2 separate regions of the Oryctolagus cuniculus genome follow, and region 1 is linked to region 2. The links are chromatin contacts, called in public Micro-C maps. All regions are on one chromosome and are shown on one strand. The core of a region is the stretch at or near the end of the contact, and the rest is flanking DNA. Distances in the headings are between cores, read along the strand shown. Region 1 holds the start of SPAG9 (sperm associated antigen 9). Region 2 holds the start of TOB1 (transducer of ERBB2, 1).

Region 1 (3,553 bases), core at 43-2,542, 250 kb after region 2:
GCAAGTGCACCTGTAATCCGCAGTATAAAAGGAGACTCAGACAGCAAACGTGCTGCGACAGTCACCTGCACCTCCTCAACCCCGCCCCCCCAGGCGTCTTTATAAACAGAGGGTTTCTGAGGGGAACTGTCCAAGGTTACCACCTGACAGGGAGGAATGCTCGGGTGAGGGTACCGACAGAACACCATTATGTACTCTACCGAGCACCGCGGCGCAGCATCTGCGTCTTGAGAAAGCAGGAACCCGATAAGGCACACGAGACGTGAAAACAAGACCTCTTTCTTAACAGGATTAAAACGTCAAGGAAGAACTGACCGAAAGAGGGAGATCTCCGACTTCCAAAGCAGCGGGCAACCCCTGGAAAGGTACTGGAACCAGCGCAAGTTACAGATCCAGGACAGAAGTGTCCCCCTTCCCAACGGTAAAAGTTTGAGCCGCCCTCCGACCGGCCTACGGTGGTCGGAAACTTCCCCCGACGACCCCAAGCTGGCAGACGGCCTCAGACCGCCGCCCTCGGCCACCCCCAGGGGTCCTCGGGCCAGGCTGCCGCTTCCTCCGGGCCTGGCCTCTCCCATCGCGCTCCCTCCCTCGCCCGGACACACGCTGGCCTGCCTTGGCTTCCAACGCCGGCCGGGGTCCCGGGGTCCCGGGGTCCCCCGAGGCCGCCGGGCTCGCTGACGCGGGGCCTCGGCATCCGGCCCGCCCTCCGGGAGGCCCGGCGCGCCTCCGGCCCTGGCCGGGCCGCGACCCCGGCCCCGCGGCGCGCGCCCTGCCCGCCGGCCGGCGGCCCTCACCTCCTCGGCGTGCTTGCGCAGCGCCTTCTCCCGCTCGTACTGGGTGATGAGCTGCTCGTTGTCGTCCCGCAGCAGCTCCAGCTCCACCTGGTGCTCCTGGTCCTGCGTGAACACCGAGTCCAGGTTCTCCAGCACGGCCACCACCAGCGGCATCAGCTCCTTGACCACCTCCTCGTCGTAGCGCCCGATGAGCCGCTCGAACTCGCGGTAGATGGAGCCGGCCAGGCCGGACACCCGCTCCGACATCACGGCCCCGGAGCCACCGGGCTCCTCCTGGTACACCACACCGTCCTCCAGCTCCATGGTGGCGGGCGGGCGGGCGGGCGGGCAGCCCGGGGCGTCGCCGGCTGAGGAGCGGCACCGGCCCGCACGGGACGGGCCCGGCTGGGGCTGGCGCTGGGGCTGGGGCTGGGCCCGGCCGAGTCGGGGCCGGGGCCGGGGCCGGAGGAGGGGAGGGGAGGGGTGAGCGCACTCACCCCAACCGCCGCAGCACCAACTGCCGGGGCTGCCGGGCCGCGCGCGCAACACGTCACCCGGGGGCGGGGCGGGCGCCGCGTCGGCCCGATGGGCGGGGCCCCGCGGGAGGCCAGGCGCGGCCGAGGGCGGGGCTGCGGTCGTCGCGCGCCGGCGGAGGCTGGCTGTGGCGTCAGCACTGGGCGCCGCGCGACGGGCGCGACGCCAATGGGAAAGGCTGTGGAGCGTAGGGTGGGGAGAAGTGTCAGCCTGAGGCCGGACTTGTGGGGCGATCCCAGAGGATAGGGAGGGGTTCCGGAAGAGTGACTGGCATCCAGGACGAGCGTGGCTAAGGGTATTGCTTTTTACAGCTCACAAAGCTCATTCTTATTTGACGGTCACAACAGGCGCGGTGCGGAGACAGTTGGCCCCCGTTTCACGGACAAAGAAACCAGGCCCCGAAAAGTTGTGGTTCACTCAAGGTCAAGAATCAGGAAAGAGGCCGAGTCGGGACTCAGACCAGTTGTGACGGAGAATTCCGGGCTCAGAGAAAAAGGAACAACAGTGGCGGGGTGGGGGGCAACAACCATAACCAGGAGATGGTCTGAGTGCTTTTTAAGGTGGTCTGCAGTGGGCTACAGCTGTTTTGAGATGGGAGGGAGGAATAAGGATAACCTAAAACAGGAAGTACAAAGGATTCTGGAGAAGGGTAGGACTGTAACGCCACATCCTGCACTTTCCCAAACATGGAATTTCTTGCTGCTCCCGGCCAGCTCTGCGGAGGCAATCGCCAGGCTCCAGCCACCTTCCTCTCCGCTGGTCTGGAAGAGGAGTGGAGGAGGGAAGGGGTGGAGTCACTGGGGTGAATAAGTCCCATGGTGTGTGAGGTCTCCTCCGCCCTGGGACAGCGTCACGTGTGGGGAATGACACAACACCCAAGCCTGCAGCGGGCTGAGTCAAGGATAACTTCTCCGTGTTCTCATCTAGCGTCCAAGTGGGTCGGAATACGTTCTCAAAGCCCCTTCTCTTCGCCTCAGTGACTCACCTAACAGGAGGAGGGAAGTCAGGATTGAGATAAACAAGGATTTAGGAGGGGAAATCTGCCACTTCCCCAGATCATAAATACCCTCAACTTGGTGTTTTCAAGTTCCTCTCACCAAGCATGAATTAGTCCCCCAAAGTCTCCCACTTTTTTTTTAACTTAAGATTGATTTATTTATTTGAAAAGCAGAGTTACACAGAGAGAGGGAGAGACAGAGATCTTCATCCGCTGGTTCACTAACCAAGTGGCCTCCACTGCTGAGGCCAAGCTAGGCTGAAGCAGAAGCCAAGAACTCCATCAGGGTCTCCGACGTGGGTGGCGGGGCCCAAGTATTTGGGCCATCTTCCACTGCTTTCCCAAGCACATTAGCAGGGACTTGATTCCAAAGTGGAGCACCCAGGACTCCAGCCTATACACTCAAATGGGATGCTAGCTTCTCATATAAGTGTGGCTTAACCCGCTGTGCCACAACGCTGGCCCCAAGTCTGCTCTTGACCCACCTGAAGACCAATGAAAACAGTATGAAGGTTGGGCCACAGTCAATTTATAGAGTCAGAAGAAAAAACAAAACAAAATGCTAAGTCTTACCTCAGATGTACTGAATTTGTGTTCTGTGCTGTCTTGTTTTTTCACCCTCACCCCACATCCACCCTTATATTGTTTGGGGATGTCTGGGTTATAGAAGTGCAGACTACTTGGTTGGGTGTGAGCCCTAAATGTTCTTTCTCTTCTTAACATCTGAAAATCAGGAAATGTCTTACTCTGATTTCTTTTTTTGCTTTCTTCTCTCTTCTGGAGGGATGTACCAAGGCAATCTATATTAATGTGATTCTATTTTTCTGGGAGTCAGATGAGCAGCAAAGCTTAGAGAACTCTCTATTTTGCCTTTCCACAACATTACTACACACATCAGAAAATTTAGGAGAAAATGCCAGTTTTCAGGTACAAGATTATAATTATGTCTTTGTATAAGATTTTTTAAGTTATAAGCTCAAAAATACATGAGATATATATATATTTATGTTGATTTTAAACTTCTGGTAACTAACAGAGTTCACATTTAAATTTTTTTAAAGATTTATCCATGTATTTGAAAGAGTCGCAGAAAGGAGAGACAGACAGAGATCTTGCATCTGCTGGTTCACTCCCCGAATGGCCACAATGGCCAGAGCTGGGCTGATCTGAAGCCAGGAGCCAGGAGCTTCTTCCAGGTCTCCCATGTAGGTGCAGGGACCCAAGCACTTGGGTCATCTTCTACTGCTTT
Region 2 (3,588 bases), core at 524-3,023:
GCACGCACTAAATCACCTGCGTGGACGCGGGGACTAACTATACTAAGGCAGGCACACGACCCCGGGCCTGGCGGTGCGTCCCTCTCTACCTCTGGAAACACCTCCTGGACAGCGAGAGCAAAGCAAGTGCTTCTCTGGCACCGCACGGGAGCGACAAATGAATTTCCGAACACCGATGATTCTGCTTAAAGGGCAGGGCTGGAGTTTTATTCTGATTTTGAAAAGCACCTCCCAGCCTCTCAGGATAAGAGAACAGCCATGAGGCACGTATGATAAGGTCGACCTTTACACGCTTGCTGGGTCAGCACTGGGTGGGGATAAGGAAAGATCAAGGGCAAACACAAGATATTTGCAAAGGAGACCTGTGTGTACAGGGAGATGGATGGGAAAGGTCGTGCAAAGACCGACCTGGCAGCCCCGCTTCCGTTTTTCCCCTGCTCGCGGCGACAAAGGGAAGGGAGCCCCCGGCTGCGCCCGAACGACCCACACTTTCCGAGCCCCACGCCCGAGTGCGGGCAGAGGCGGCCGATGAGGCTCGATGGCTGGAAGGTGCCGCCGAGCGCATTCGGGCTGGGCGGAAGGTAGTTTTCAGGCGGCGCCTGAACACGGGAGTGTGGAGAATTACATAAACAGCCAGTTCTCATTAGATTTCTGCTCACAGCGCCCGGAGCCCAAGCGCTACGGCGGCAGCTACAGCAGGAGGAGGTGGAGGAGGAGGAAGAGTACGAGCTCCCGGGGAGGAGGAGGAGGAGGAGGAAGGGGACAACGACGACGAAGGCCACGGGAAGGGGAAAGGCCAGCTCCCGCGGCCGGGCACCGGGCACCGGGCAGGTCCGGCGCCGCCGGTCAGCCGCTCCCCTCCCCCCGCCGTAACCTGACCCGCCTCTCCCCGCCCCCGCCCCCCGCCCGAGGCTCCTGGGACCCGGCCAGGGCCCGGGGAGCACCGGCTCCCCGGCACCATTTTCGGCCTCAGCGGCCACCGGCCCCTCGCACCCCAGCGTTGCCCGCGAGCTCGCCGCCCCTCCCGGGAGCCCCAACCCCCGATTCCGGCGGCTCGCCCCGGGCCTCCCTTCCCGGTCACCCGCCGGGCCCCCGCCGAGCCCGACGCCTCGGGGCCGGGCGTCCGGAGCCGCTCCCGTCGGGTCCCGGGAGCTGTCCGTCCGCGCCCACGGCCGCGAAGCCGCCGTCCCCGAGCCCCCCACCCCCACCCCACCCCGAGGGCCCGGGGCTCGACGACGCTGCAGCCCCTCCTTCGGCGCCCCGGTCTGGGCTCCCGTCTCCCTGCCGCCCGCCGCCTCGCCGATACTTACGGGCTGCTGCGGGGTTGCGTCCACCACAGGCTGGCGGCCGGGAGGGCAGAAGGGGCGGCAGGGCGGGGGCGCGGGAGCGGCGAGTCGACCGAATGCAAGACGTCGTCGCCGCCGCCGCCGGACGGAGGACGCAGGCCTCGGGCGGGCCTCAGGAGCTCGCGGCTTCTGGCTCGGGGTGGCGGGGACGGGGGTCAGGCGAGCGCGCTCACTTCTCCACACAGCCCGGTGCCCCGGCCCAGCGTCCCCGTAGAGCGCCCACTCCACGCCGGGCCAGAGCTTCGCTCCTTCTGCCGCGGCGCGCGCCCCGCCTCTCGTTTTATATTCTTCTCCCTGCCCCCAATCCCCTCCGTGGGGGTGCGCGCGCCCGCCCGCGTCACACAGCTTCGGGGCGGCGTAACCATTCCCCGCCCTCCCCGTCCAGCACCCCGGACTCTCGCCGGCTCGCTCCACCCCGGCCCTACCCCTCGACGCCATTGGCCAAGTCCCGCCTGCCCATGTCCCGTCGGGCGGCGAACGGCCCGGGTGGGGGAAGGCCACACCTCCTCGGGCACCAGAATGGCCAATGAGCCGACAGTCTGGAGGGGCTGTGGGCGGGACCAAGAGGAAACTTAGACGGGGATTGGAGGAGAGACGTGTCAGAGAGGGTAGAAAGGGGTGGGGCAGGGCTGCTGACGCTCGGACGCAGCCGAGAGCGCCAGGAGGCAGGGGGAGGGGAGCGAAGCAGGTGGCAAAGCGGCAGGGGGAACGGGGCGGACGGCCCGGGACCTCGAGAGCGAGGGGTCGGGTGCAGAAAATGCGCACAGGCCCGAGCGGGACTGTGACCGAGGAAAATCCCTCTGGTGGATGAGCTACCAAGTCGACCTCTGGCCCACGCCGAGGGAGTCTAGACTGGGACTGGGGCTCGTGCGCTCGGTTAATTGAATATTAATCACCTCAGGGCCTAGGCCAACTGCCACCGGCAGAGTGGCAACTGCAGAACCCAAAGCCGCCGGGCTGGGGGTGGGGACGGGAGGCCAGCTCGCCGCACCTTCCGCCCAGGTGACAGTTTAACCGCCTCCGCCGTCCCGCGTCAGGCCTCCCCGGGCGACCCGCAGCGGCTCGGAGCTGGGGGTGGCCCGAGGCCGTAAGAAGGAGCACATGTCACTCCCAGGGCCCCTCGGTGGCTGGGGGGTGGCGCCGCCGTGCCAAGCTGCGTATGTATCTGTGTGCGTGTGCGTTTGTGCATGGCAAGGGCGTTAACACAGGTGCACGGAATAAACACGGCGCGTTCCGGAGGGTTTTCGGTGGACGTAGGTGCGGAAACCTAGGGAGCGGGGCGAGAGAGGGACCCACGGGGGACGGGCAAGCGGCTTGTCAGAACCGGCCGCGGAGAAACACACCGAGCTACACTGGGAGCCGTGGGGCGTCCCTCGCAGCTAAAAATATTACTCACAGGTAGCAACGACGCCTGATTGGCCACGCGCGGCCCCTGAGGAGCAGGCGATTGGCCGCCTGGTATCCAGGAGACGGACGTCAGAGTCGGACCCGCTGGAGCGGAGAGAAGGTCCAGGGGGAGCGAGGGCGGGAGCGGGCCTCGGGGCCGTGAATGGAGCGCCCTGCGCCCTGCGCCCTGCGCCCGGGCGCGCTTCCCGGAACACCGCCGCTGCCGCCGGCCTTCGCCCGCGGAAGAGCGGGGCTCGCGGAAGGCGGTGCGCGGCGTAGACCCGCTGCGCTGCGCGGGCACGAACCCGCTTTCTGTGTCCGGGCCAGAGGCTGGTCGCTGTGCGGGCGCGAAATCTGGGTGCAGCCGCCTTCTGCACACCCCCCACCCCACCCCGGAGAAGGAGCCGCAGGGAGAGACGATGTTTCAGAAGTCTCCGTGCGTGCGGGAAGGGGAAGGAGCCGGGGGCCAGCTGGGGTCTGGGGATGGGGCGTGGCCGGGGCCTCCTTTTGTCGCTCGGATCCCTAAAGTTGTACCCGGGGACTCCACATTTAGGCTTGTTTTATTAGGGTTGGGATGGTTTGGTGGCGAACAGAGGAGAGTAGAACTGAATTGTGAAACTATGGCAAGCATTTTGAGTTTATATTAAAAAAAAAAAAACCTTCCTCTTCATGGAAATGTAATATAAACGATTCGTTCGGCGTTCCTGTGCTCATCTGTTTTGGGTTTTCTGTAATGAACGTTAATTCCGTTTGTGATAAAAATCGGTTAATCTCATAATTGGTGGCGCATAGAAACGGCAAGAAGTTAGGTAGGCTCTCTCAGGAATGGTTCACCAAGAGAAACTCCAGGGGCGGG

What was found. Hi-C and Micro-C count contacts between places; a contact is called where the count stands out from the background.
Region 1: a Micro-C map of ear pinna shows a contact between it and region 2, with 3 times the contacts expected there. The contact joins the promoter of SPAG9 here to the promoter of TOB1 in region 2. A contact is called at or near these places in 2 of 6 Hi-C or Micro-C datasets (ear pinna and psoas muscle).

What each region holds. Positions count from the first base shown.
Region 1 is chr17:26,933,506-26,937,058 of mOryCun1.1, forward strand. It overlaps SPAG9 (sperm associated antigen 9), which reads right to left and starts at 1,293. Exons shown (of 31, transcript XM_051824849.2): 1 at 795-1,293. The coding sequence starts at 1,097. LOC138846115 (a long non-coding RNA gene) reads left to right here and starts at 31. Exons shown (of 2, transcript XR_011383509.1): 1 at 31-164; 2 at 290-417. It also overlaps a transcript of NME1 not described here.
Region 2 is chr17:26,685,841-26,689,428 of mOryCun1.1, forward strand. It overlaps TOB1 (transducer of ERBB2, 1), which reads right to left and starts at 1,774. Exons shown (of 2, transcript XM_002719288.5): 1 at 1,311-1,774. It overlaps LOC103351544 (a long non-coding RNA gene), which reads left to right and starts at 2,323. Exons shown (of 2, transcript XR_519312.4): 1 at 2,323-2,503; 2 at 2,745-3,440.